2 separate regions of the Mus musculus genome follow, and region 1 is linked to region 2. A link is a contact called in public Hi-C data. All regions are on one chromosome and are shown on one strand. Each heading gives the region's core, a stretch centred on a gene start, on an enhancer-like site or on the middle of the called end of the contact. The rest is flanking DNA. Distances are from core to core; before and after follow the strand shown. Region 1 has its middle 120 kb from the start of Gm36703. Region 2 has its middle 110 kb from the start of Pik3r1.

Region 1 (6,050 bases), core at 709-3,208, 350 kb before region 2:
CAATTCCTGTTGCCATTTCCATTCTTGTAAAGGAGTTAAATTAGAGTGGAGGGGTGAAGTAACTTGCCTGAAATCATAGAGAGTGAGTGGCCAATGTCATTCTTCACAGCTACACTGCCACCACGCAATGTTGGCCAGGTGAGAGATGCCCTGCCCTTCTCTTTTCTTATAAGAGAAATGAGGGAGGAACACTGACTGCCTCAGACTAGAAGGAAAGGTAATTTGGAAAATGCAGGAAAACGCTCATTTCTCCAAGCATTCCGGCTCCTTCTGTTCTCTTCTGTCCCTCACATAACCTGGCAAGGGGAAACATTGCCTCTTGAGCAATCCTGTAGAAATATAAAGCTGAAAAGAATATACCTCTCACCAGAGCCAAAGATAACAAGGCTGATTTGTTCAGACTTATTATTTTGTTTCAATAAAAGATCTGTCTCTGGTTTCCCCAGCAGTCCCACAGAGCCAACCCAAACTGAAAAGACACGCAGCTCAGAGAGTGCAACCTCATTGTTGAAACATGACAGATACTTGAAGAATCAGGAAATTCCTTCTGTATTTAAATGGCCAGCTCCTCAGCCAACACAGTCATGGGTGAAAGAAGACAGCAATACAGTTGTGGCCTGTGAGGCACACAGTGGGGCTTCATGCCCCTGTAGGAACGGATACCCAAGTCTATGCTTGCCAGCTGGCACACATGGTCCATTGACAAGATATGCAGGGCCTGGCCTTCCAGCTTGGAGCAACTGCTGGCAGAACACTGTGAGCATGTCAAAGGAAGGGTGATTTTTTTTTTAAAGGCCCATCGCTGGTTTTGTTTCTTTAAATGGTAGCCACCAAAAAGTTGTGCAAACACTTCAGCTGCGGAATATTTAATCTGACATTTGGCATGACTCCTTTGTTGATCCAAGACAAGAAGAATGTGTGTACGCTCTTAGTTCCTTCATTGCTTACTGGAAAAAAAAGAAAGAAAAGAAAAAGAGAGAGAGAGAGAGAGAGAGAGAGAGAGAGAGAGAGAGAGAGAGAAGGAAAGAAAGAAAAAAGAAAGAAAGAAAGAAAGAAAGGAAGGAAGGAAGGAAGGAAGGAAGGAAGGAAGGAAGGAAGGAAGGAAGGAAGGAAGACAAACCAGATAGGGCAGTTTTATGTTCCTCCTCCTCCTCCTCCTCCTCCTCCTCCTCCTCCTCCTCCTCCTCCTCCTCACTTTGAACTGGGTCTGTAGCTGGATGTAGTCCTGGTTCCCCAGAAATGGAATGATAATTACAGACCGCAAGTAGGGAGATAAATAGTTATTTAACAAGGTGGGTGGACTTGATGCCTTTCCAGAAGGGGCTGATAAAAACTTTAGGGGGTCACCATAACTGTAGGAGGTAGGCAGCTCTTTCTTTAGAATCTGGGATTTCACGGTTTTGGAGCCTCTCATGGAAATATTACCCAAAAGATTCCTCCTTTGTTTTTGGTGAGAAGGAAAAAGCAAAACCCAAACACCAGCAAGAAGAACTTAGTGGGAGTGTCCTACCTGCTGCACTGGTCACACAGTTTGCTGCCTCTGCTCTCCAATTGCCAAGGGGAGACACTCATTCTACTCCTTCTAAGTTGTTTTATTGACACATTGCTTCCTTAGAAAGTGCATCAGTTCTGGATTACCTTTAATTAAAATGAAACAGTTCCTAGCTCTACACTAATGAGAACATGGTCCACCTAGAAAAGTCAGCTCTCCCACAAAGCCTAGGTAGCAGACAGTTCTTTCTCACTGTGTGGAGGGAAAGGACCAAGTCCTGAGCAACATTGCACAGGAAAGCACGAAACTTTCCAGATGCTTCTCCACTAGAGCATGGGAGCGGTTCATTGACGTCAGAAAACACAATTCACATCCCATCCTCTGCAGGCAAGCCAGTCATGCGGACTGGACTCATACCACAAGCCAAGGAAGACAAGCTATTCATCCTCCACCTCTGAATTCTCAGTGGCAACCACTCTGACCTAGAGCGGCAGCTAATATGATCTGTGTCAGAACCAATGATAAGAAGGCTCTGTGCTGTCACTTAGCGCTAGATGATGCAATTCTGAGTCAACAAATTCCTAAAACAATATTCCATTTTATTGTAGGATGGATGAAGCTGGACAGGCAGAGGAGAGAATCGGGCAGAGATATGCAACTAAAGAAAAAAAATCAACCAAAGACCCTGACACTGCAAAGAACATTGCAGACTGATAAATCTGGATATTTCCTTAGTTCTGATTCAAGTTTCCAGGCCACATTCCAAACAAAAGAATTTATCTTTGTTTTTCATGGAAAGTTAAAAAAAACAAACCCTTTTAAGAATAATGTCCATGTTTGTGCTTTTATGGTTTTAGAGTTTGAATAATTCAGTTTGATGAGAAAGAAACTTCTAGAATTCAAAGAAAAACTTTATAGTCAACAAGCAAAAATGGGCCCCACAGTAGGAAATGGCTGTAACAGTGGGTCACTCGGGCAAACACTATTTTGATTTAAAATAGATATGCAAAAAAACACTACTTACTTTCTTCCTCTATTTTGGAGGGTTTTTTTTTTACATTGAATATTTGTTTTACATTTATCAGGAGAGTGACAAATAAATAAATAAATAAATAATAAAAATAAACTGCATTTTTCCAAACTTTCTTCTGTTGGATATGAGCAGTCAGTGTATGGCATAGTCTGCAACATTTGCTATACATTTGAAAAGACTAGAAGAGAATTTAAGCTTCTCAATATATTTAATAAGATAATATATTTAAAAAGCTGCAAAGACTGGATAGCCTGATTTGATCATTAGTGTGTATAATACTATACGTCTATGCAAATATTATGCATAAATTTCAGATAAAAAAAATCTATGCATTCTTTGTCAAAAAACCTAACAGAGTGTTTTTTTTCTGGCAGGGTGTTCCTAAGTCCTGGCATGAGGTAATTCTGAGTGTCTTCACTGTGACAAGGTACACTAAGTCAGAAGACTGCTCTGAAAGCTTTCCAGAAGTTGTTCTTCTCTAAACAGCTTAAATGTGTTCTTCATCACCTTTGTCAAGTGTCGCTCATGTTAAAAGACCTCAATGTCATGTCTCAAGAATGAACAAGTTACAACTAAAACTCAAGTGTGGGTTGTTTCATAGAAATCACTTCTTGGAGTTTCTCAGTCATCTTAGTGGTCTGGTGCCACAAAGAGGGCATTAAGGCATTTGTCAGTAAACAGTTTGGAAGCCCCATAGGGCTTGACAAATCCTCTTAGGTTTCTTACTATTACCTATTGCAGGTGTTGAACAATCATTTAGGGCATAGACTGAAGAATAATGGCATCTCGCATGCTGACTCTACTTGACTTGAAGGAGTTTCTGGAATGTTCTGTTGAGAGGTTGTAGAAGGTGTGGGTGCAAACTGATTAACAATGGCTGTCACTTGTATAATGCAGTAATGTTGATAACGCAATTGGTTTTAAATTACAAACTGTATTGCAAAATTGGACTAGACCAGTTTCTACTGGTTACAAACTGATCAAGGTATCTTTCCCCCAGGGTTCAGATGGTGACTTTCTAAGCCTAACTCGGGGCAACTGGCACTATTCCAGTTTTCATTTGCACATGTCTCTGTCCATGTCTAGATGCTCCACGGTCATTTACCAAGGCTGTAGGAAGACCATGATTTTTACTGAGCACTTCAATAAACCAGTTAAGTCACTGTGACACCACCACCTTCCTTAGAAAACCATTGCTTCATATTTAAATGTTTTAAGAGGTGGAAAAAGAATGCTTTATTTTATGATCTGCCTTTACCTTCATCTTTCCCTATCCCTGTATTATCTCCTCCATGAAAGGGACAGTTTAAAAGAAGATGGCATTAGGAACATAGTGTAAAAGTATGTCTCAGCGTCATCCCTACCATTCAGTTTCAATAGAATCCTTACGTGTGTATTCAATGTATGCAGTGGAAACCTTAGAGAAATGAACTCAATTCCTATGGAAATATACTAAAATTACTTCCTGTCATATGGCTGCAACATAAATGTTATTGGCAAAGTAAGTTGCAATATTATTCCCTGCAGAAGATTTCTGCATATGTGAAAAAGTATAATTGCTTAATTCAACACAAGAAAAGAAAAAAAGGGAGCAAGTTGGGAAGTGTGTTGCTATAGTAGTTAAGCTCCATGTTTATTAAAACTTAACTTATGAAAAGCTACATTTATTAAACATATAAAGAAAGTGATGAATTTGTCTAAGGATATCACACTCAATAAAGCTCAGGTCCATTAAAATAAAAAAATGAGTCATAACCATTAATATATTAAAATATAAAAACTTAAGGGCTTGTTTGGAGGTTCTAGGGAGGAGGTACAGCTACTGGTCCACCCCTGCTGGAAGACTGGTTCTCCTCTATTGAGGAAGGTCATCTTGTCTGACCAAGTCTACAACTTCTGGAGAGGTGCACGTGGAGCAGTGAAGGAGGAAGAGGAGAACTTCCTAGGCATCTAGATCTGCAGAATCAACCACAGTGATCAATGGGACTACAGATATTGCAGTGAGATTGCCCTCACATTCTGAAACAAGAAAGTTTAAATGGGGTGGGGATAGAAGGGCAGATTGGAGGCTAGAATATGGGGAAGGATGACTGAAAACCTTTGAAAATGCCATATGGAAACTTACTACTGTATAATCTTACTAATGCATACATATATTATATATGCACACACACACATGTATATATGTGTATATATATGTATATATATATATATATATATATATATATATATATATATATATGAATACATGCACATGTATGTTACTAGGACAGAAAGGTTAATAAGAGTTTAACCCAGCTGTGAACCCTGTGAGCTACAAGAATGACTACACTAGCAAGATATGCCCACTAGTGTAATAGTGGCACAAATATTATGATAGTAACCAATTACTTTTGGACGGAATATAAGATCTGCTCCATTAGATGAAACTCATTTCTAAAATGCTTAATTGGCCAAAAAAAAAAGATGGCTGGCTGGATCATAGACCCTAAGGAAAACTAATGAACAGTTACAAAACTAACCCCTAAGTTCTTGTCTTTATATCTGTAGATAGATACCTATCTCAACTTTCATCAAAGAATCTTATTCTTATCCTTAATGCCAATTAGCAGAGAGACCTACAATTGGTCAAGTGTAGATAATAAGACGGTGGTGGCACAAACCTTTAATCCCAGCACTTGGGAGGCAGAGGCAGGTGGATTTCTGAGTTCGAGGCCAGCCAGGTCTACAAAGTGAGTTCCAGGACAGCCAGAGATACACAGAGAAACCCTGTCTCGAAAAAAACAAAAGAGAGAGAGAGAGAGAGAGAGAGAGAGAGAGAGAGAGAGAGAGAGAGAGAGAGAGAGACTGTAGGATTCTCAGCTATAAATGGGATGGTTATACTTCACATCCTCCTTGAAAGACCCATGGAACATCATAAAATGGGTGGAAAGACTGTAATAGCTGGAAGTATTGGGCATATGTGCCAAAAGAGAATTTTCCAAACATGACAGAGCTACTACAGTATAAACTTACAGCATGCTGAAATCAGTTCAGCCAAAATCCCGATAGAGATGGGAGAGTATGTGAGGCCCCACATCTAGTTCAGGGGGTACTGCCAATTGATAGCTACTGGAGGAAGGTGGCCAATGTTGATTAAGAATGAAACCCCTGTAAACTACACATGCTCCAGTAGATGGCCATACTGACAACACTAGTTAGATCCAGTGGGTTTTGAGAAAACAAAGCACCTGACATTGGGTTGGGGAAAGTGGAGGGTGGATAGAGGAAGAAATGGAGGTTAGAATAACTGGATGGACTTGATTAAGACTCATATGCATATAGAAATCCTCAAACATTAAAAAATAGAATAGATCGTGATTTTAGGAGATGCTTGCATATTTTATAAAGGGATACATGTTCATGAGGGCTTCAAACAAATTACTAAGCAGATTTGGTAAAAACATCTCTGCAGTTGGCACACAGGAAAAAAATTAAACAGGAATGAAGGTGATTGGGAGCAACAGCAACAACAAAACTACAAGA
Region 2 (6,193 bases), core at 1,283-3,782:
GGGCTTCTGAAGTTCATAGAGAAGAGTGAAAGATGTGGGAGTGTTGAGATTAAAGAAGGAACTGACCAGGCACCATAGTTTACTCGGTACCATACCCTGTGCCTCTGGTGATATTTCTACAATACAGACCAAGCATGAGTCTTTTCAGGCTTCCAGCCTCCCACTAGTTGAAATTCCTCCAGCTCCTGCATGGTCTCCAGCCTTATTAACACAACCAGAGGCTCCCTCTAGCACCACCCCAACCTGAGTGCTAGCATCATCCTTAGCCAAATGTGCCACAGGCAGATGTGTATCAGGAACTCTTTTGTTCTTATTTGTTTTGTTGCAGTGCTAGGGTTTGGATGTAGGGCTTTGCTGTGTGTTAGGAGACACCTTGGCCACTGAGCTACCAATTCACTGGAAAACTTCCCGTCTCACTTCTTGGCCTGGGAACCTTTATCTCCCTTCCAAAACCCAGCTCCTGCAAAATATAACTACTGTGGTACAGTATGACTGTGTCAGAGGGGAAGGTCAGTCAGCTATCATAGAATGAATAGAAATGGGCAGAAGTTCATGATGGACAGACCAATGAAGACTTGCTATATACAAGCTCCCACCACTCCTACAAGGGCTTGCATATGAAGGCCCAGAACAGCTGAGACAAGGCCTTATCCAACAAGGCATCCTCAGGAGACTTTTAGACTGTGCTTTGTACCTGTTTTACAATGTTAAAGTGTACCTCTGTTGGAGAAGCCATTTCCTAGCTCTTCCTTTCCAAAATGTATGGACTTCTAAGGCAACTCCTCCCAACTACAAAAAGATGACTCTTTCTAACATCATGGCTCCTTTAGCGTATCTGCTCATGGTCCTTGAGGAAAATTCATTTCTGCTGGCTCCAGAAAGTCAAGTCATTGACGTGTTCCATACAGTCCTCTGTATCTTGTCCCTATACCTTATTCCGCAGATCTGGCATCCAGTTTCTCCTTTATCCCTGGGGCTTAAAATTTGGGAAGGGCAAAAAATTTTGCACTCCTCACTGCAGATTTGGCTTCTTTCATCCTACACAACTTTTGTCCATACAAATAATGTATTGGTAAGCTGTCTAAAAGGGAAATGTGAGGCTTAAATATATGTGTGTGTACATGTGTGTATACATACATATATATATATACATACATACATATGCACACACATACACATATCAAATATGTACATACATATGTATACCCACATGTATACACATGCATATATATATATATGTATATATATATATATATATATGTGTGTGTGTGTGTGTGTGTGTGTGTGTACATGAAATAAGATCTGCATTTCCTTTCAGAGTAATCTTTGTTTGGGTTAAATCCTGCATGTCTCTGCTTTATGTATTTGGGTTGCTAAACCAGAGAATCACTGTTATCTGCTTAATTCAATACATGATTTTCCTGTGAACTGTTCTAATCTTGGTTTCCCAAGCAGATGGGCTGACACCTAAAATGAGACTAGCTTTGCACCTACTCCGTGTCTGTTTAAATCCCCCTTTTTAGAGGAAGATGAAAGGGTAGAGGTTGAAATTCACACATTCGCTGTGATTGCTTGTTACCGAAGTTTCCAGACTTGAAACATGCAGTTGTAAAATATACAACTGAAAGGTTGCACCACACCACCCACAGCTGTCCATACCTTGACTGCCAGCCCTGTTTACAGAGGATTGGTGATCCCAGGAACCCTGTATTAGCGCACACTCTCAGAACGGATCTAGAAGCCATTTTGTTTTCTTCAGAGACCTGTTAGGCTTTTCTCCTATGACCTATGATCATGTGGGTTGTGTTCATGTTCTCTTCTTTCCAAGACTACTTTTCTCCCCACAGCAATGGGCAGCCTTTCTAATATGAACTCCCCCCAACCCACACCCACCCTTTCCCAAGTAGCAGTCCATTTGGAATGCTAATACTTCTTAAGATGCAATGAAAAACCAAAACATGTGATAGATTAACCGCCAATAGCTGGAGGTGTGGGGGTGTTAACTGCAGTTAATAGTTTTGTAATGGTAACTTCCAGCTTTAACTGAATTTCCAAGGAGAACTGGGAAGCGACTGGAGCTGCTGAGGCAAGTCTTACTTCATGGTCCGGGCAGCCTCTAGCCTTTCTTCTAAAGATGTGTTTATCAAGTTGTTTATCAAGTATTTTAACATTGTGGCTGATAACTGAGTGCCTGGGTCCCTTGCCCAGTGGCTACCTCGGAACTCCTCACCTTCTGAGTCACACTGATGAGTCTTCTCTCATGCTCTCTAACCACTGCCAGTGTCCAGGCTCATCAGTCACTTCTCTGATGACATGTATCCTCCCAAAGATGGCCCAGGCCAATGTCAAGGTCGCTCTTGACTTGGCATTCCGGGGATGATTTGACAAGTTCTCTCTTTCGAAACATGCTAATAAAAACTGAGTTGTGTATCTTTTGGGGGTTCCCCCCACGTATGAACTTCCCATTTAGAAAGTAGCCCTCTCTTCTTCAGGCAGAAGGTTGCGAACATATGGAATCTGTTACAAGAGCAGTTGGTTTGGGCTGTTTCCGAGCCCAAAGCCAGCTTCCTAACCATGACAAAACATTCCCCACAATCTCATTGTGACTCATTTTTATTTTTAAATAACCTCTGGTGTGGACGTTTGTCAAGACGTTTTTGAAAGGTTAGAGAAATTATGTCCACATGCTTAGTGACCTCCTTGGAGAATTCTGGCTGATTGGATACATTGTCTCCCACTGAAAACCACTGGCTATCTGTGCTGAGTAACCCATGACTGCTCTGTCATTTTCAGACATGAATTTAGTTAAGTCTTAATGGGTTCTTATCGCTGGGCTCAGTACTCGTGAGACCATATAAAGAAGGGTAAAGGCATCGTCTTTGGTACTAAACATCATAAAAATCACGTCACGGAGGGTGAAAAATGTCACATGATCATTAGTGAATGCAAAGATGTAAGTGTGGTGGTTGTTACACAGCAAAAAAAAGGAGCTAAGGAAAACAAAATTATAAATGTTTTGGGGAAATGATGGGAAAATATTCCCACAGGAGAAAGGACTGGTTTTGCTCTTTAAAAGCTCAACTGACTTCATTGGAGCAGAGAGAAGGGTTTCCCAAGGGGCTCTAGATGTCAAGAGGAAAATAACAGAATAAAGACTTGGAGTAGGGGTTGTCTGGGTAGAGGCAACATGAAGGGATCAGATGGGTTAGCCTGCTAAACTAAGGAAAGCCTAGAATAGCCATCCCCAAGCTGCTATGGATGCATGTGATATAGTTACTTAAGAGCTTAAGCTGAGTAAGAATGGACTAACACAGGGTGGGGATACAGCATATTGGCAAATTGGTAAAGCTTTGTCTGGTGTATCTGTACTTGGTCTGGTTCTCAAATGAAGGCAAGGGTAGGTGAAGTGAAATGCAGAATGATCACAGAAATAAAAGGTCTCAAGAAGGAAAATTGAAGATACAGGATTGCAACGATAAACATAAAGTCCCTCCGGGTACTAAAATTTGTCTTTGCCTTTGGTAGCGCTTTGAAAACAAAGCCCCATGTACCCGATAGCATTAAATGGCAGAATTTATTCTATCACTGCTTGGGAGGCACCAAGCCCAGCTACAAGAGCAGTCAGCCATACCGTGTTCCTTCTGGAGGCTTCTTCTGGTCTCTGGTATTTGTCAGCAACCGTTGGCTGACCAGGGTTGAGTCTGCCTCACTGTAATGTCTGCCCCATCTTCACGTGGGATGTTGTTGTTTGTTTTGTCTTTGTGTCTCTTGTCTGTGTTTCTGTCCTTTCCTCTTTTCATAAGGACAATAGCAGTGTCTTGAGCCAATATAGCATCTTATGTAAATGTACTCAGTAAAGATTCTGTTCTTGAAGTCACATTCTGATGCAAGTGAACATGACTGTTGAGAGAATCTTTTCACTCTGATGCAGAGGGTGAAATCCCCAGAGGCACAACAGAGGGGCCTCTTCCTTCAGACCCCAGGTGTAGTGGTAAAAATTAGTCTGAGTTTCTAGCCCACCTTGGCTCATTCAGTTTCCAGGTAAAAACCACAAAACCTTTATATTTACATTAGAGCTGGGCAGATATCAACCCTCTATGCTCTTTTGTCTACTTCCCTTCCAATACCCCTGACATATGACTTGCCATGTTCTACCTGGGCCTCTTTTACTCCAACTGGCCAACCATTATGGCCATATTCTCATGATCCATCTACCCCATAGCATCTTCTCTCTTCATCTCCCTGTGCTCCCCTCATGGCCTCCATTCAGATTCCAAACCTGGTAACTGAATCCCTGTCTACCTCTTTTCTGTCCATCTATAGGCTGTAGGCATCTTTATTGACCAATCTGGGATAACTTAGGGGTAAGGTTACATAGCATCACTTGGTGTACATGAGGATCTTCTCATCTCGGAAGCAACTTGAGTCAGCAACTTGAGTCAGTATTTAGCATCACAATACATAATAATAACAGAACAAACCTCAACACCCAGGAAGTGAGCTGCCATTCTGAGCATGAAGGGAGTAGAAAGTGGTAGGAAGGGAATGTGTTCTCTGACCATCTACAGAGCAGAACACTCTCTCTGAGGGGTAGGGGTAGGTATAATTGTGAAGGAGAATAGGGGCTCTCAAGTCATCACTGGGGAGAAACATCACAGATCTACTCTCCCATTATCAACATTCCTCCTACACTACAGTAGCACAATCTATAACTCTACATTGATATGTCATTGTTACCAAAATCCATGATTCAAAATCAACTGAGGCATATGTACCACAAGTCTTGAAAAGTATATAAAGGCCATTTATTTTATTTTTACTTTTTATTCTTTATGAGTTTCACATCATATACCCTAGTCCCACTCATTTCCCCATCTCCTTGTATCTGCCCTCCCCAACCCCCACGCAACCTCTCTTGGCTTCTGTCACACAGTCAATATTGGATCCTCACCTAGACTCCTCCCAGTTATCAAATCATTGATCTGTGTCATGGAGATCGGTAGCTTTGGATCAGCAGAACTTGACCTTTCATGTGCTCCAACGGTTGAAAGATGATGTAGATTTTGGGTTGAACCAACAGAAAGCCATGGACCTGGGTCTAGGTGGTATGAGCTGGTCAGCCTGTCAGCTCTCTCAAATCCACATCACCAGGGAAAACTCTGTAACACTACTCCAGATAGACCACTCAGTGCCACCACTGGCAGGAAGCAGAGCCTCTCCTCTCACTATCACACCCTTAGGACTGACTCACCTATGCCTATACCATCAAGGCCAGCTCCACTCTACTGGCCCTGCAAGGTGCAGGGCCTGTTCTCTCAAGTGCTATACCCATTGAGGGGCAGGGTTAGCTCTCCTGCTCTCAAGACCTCAGGGCCAGCTGTCCAGACAACCACAGGTGATAAAGGTCAAGGGAAGGGAAGGCATCACCCCAAGGCCACTCCACTTCATGGCAGATGAGTGATCTGCTGGCTTCACATCAGGGTCAGCTCAACTGTGGGGCCTAGGCAAGGTCTAGCACTATGTAGCATGGTCTCAGGCAGGCCTCTGTGTATAAACTGCCCCCCCCCCCGTGCTGTGGGCAGCAGATAGGTCTTTGGGAATGCCTCCCCCACCCCCCACTGTCACCTGGCACGGTAGCCGGCAGGTCTCTGGATACCTTCTTCTTCCTGTTGTGTGGGGTTTTACATGACTACAGCCTGCTGAGTTCTGCAGTAGAGGGCAAGTCTGTTGGCCATTTAAATTTTAACATGTTGATATCAGGTCATGTCCACCTTACATCTCTATGCTGGGATTTTGTCTGGGTTGAGCTTGCACAGGGTTTAGTCATTCTTTTAGATTATATGTACAGATGTGCTATTATGTCCAGAGAACAGTATTTCCTTGTATTCCTTCAAGTCTCTGGCACTTACAGTTTTCCTGGTTCTTCATAATGTCCCTGAGGCTTGGGAGGAGAGGATCTAACATAGATGTCCTACTTAGGGCTATCTCTTATTCTCTGAACCTTGCCCGTTTTAAGCCTCTACATTGATTACCATCTACTGTAAACAGAAGCTCCTCTGATAAGGGTTGAAAAGTACATCAATTTGTGGCTATAGCAGTAAGTCATTAGTAATCGGTTTAATGCTAGGTCAACCTAACAGGTAGGTTCTCCACTCAGGCCTATGGAACTGACTAGTTGAAGGTTCTTGGTCCA

The links. A called contact is a pair of places that touch in the nucleus more often than the background predicts.
Region 1: a contact with region 2 is called in a Hi-C map of adipose-derived mesenchymal stem cells, with 4 times the contacts expected there. The contact joins two enhancer-like sites. A contact is called at or near these places in 1 of 15 datasets of contacts at CTCF or cohesin (the NIH/3T3 cell line), 2 of 484 Hi-C or Micro-C datasets (adipose-derived mesenchymal stem cells and uterus) and 1 of 115 datasets of contacts at active chromatin or transcription factors (the NIH/3T3 cell line).

What each region holds. Positions count from the first base shown.
Region 1 is chr13:102,227,164-102,233,213 of GRCm38.p6, reverse strand. No RefSeq gene overlaps it. Among named protein-coding and RNA genes, the nearest start is that of Gm36703, 120 kb to the left of the region's middle. Within about 2 kb of position 1,958, at least 82 of the 459 cell types and tissues checked have an H3K27ac peak or open chromatin away from gene starts, as enhancers often do. A contact at or near this core is called in the NIH/3T3 cell line, adipose-derived mesenchymal stem cells and uterus, where this site is marked.
Region 2 is chr13:101,876,115-101,882,307 of GRCm38.p6, reverse strand. No RefSeq gene overlaps it. Among named protein-coding and RNA genes, the nearest start is that of Pik3r1, 110 kb to the right of the region's middle. Within about 2 kb of position 2,532, at least 41 of the 459 cell types and tissues checked have an H3K27ac peak or open chromatin away from gene starts, as enhancers often do. A contact at or near this core is called in the NIH/3T3 cell line, adipose-derived mesenchymal stem cells and uterus, where this site is marked.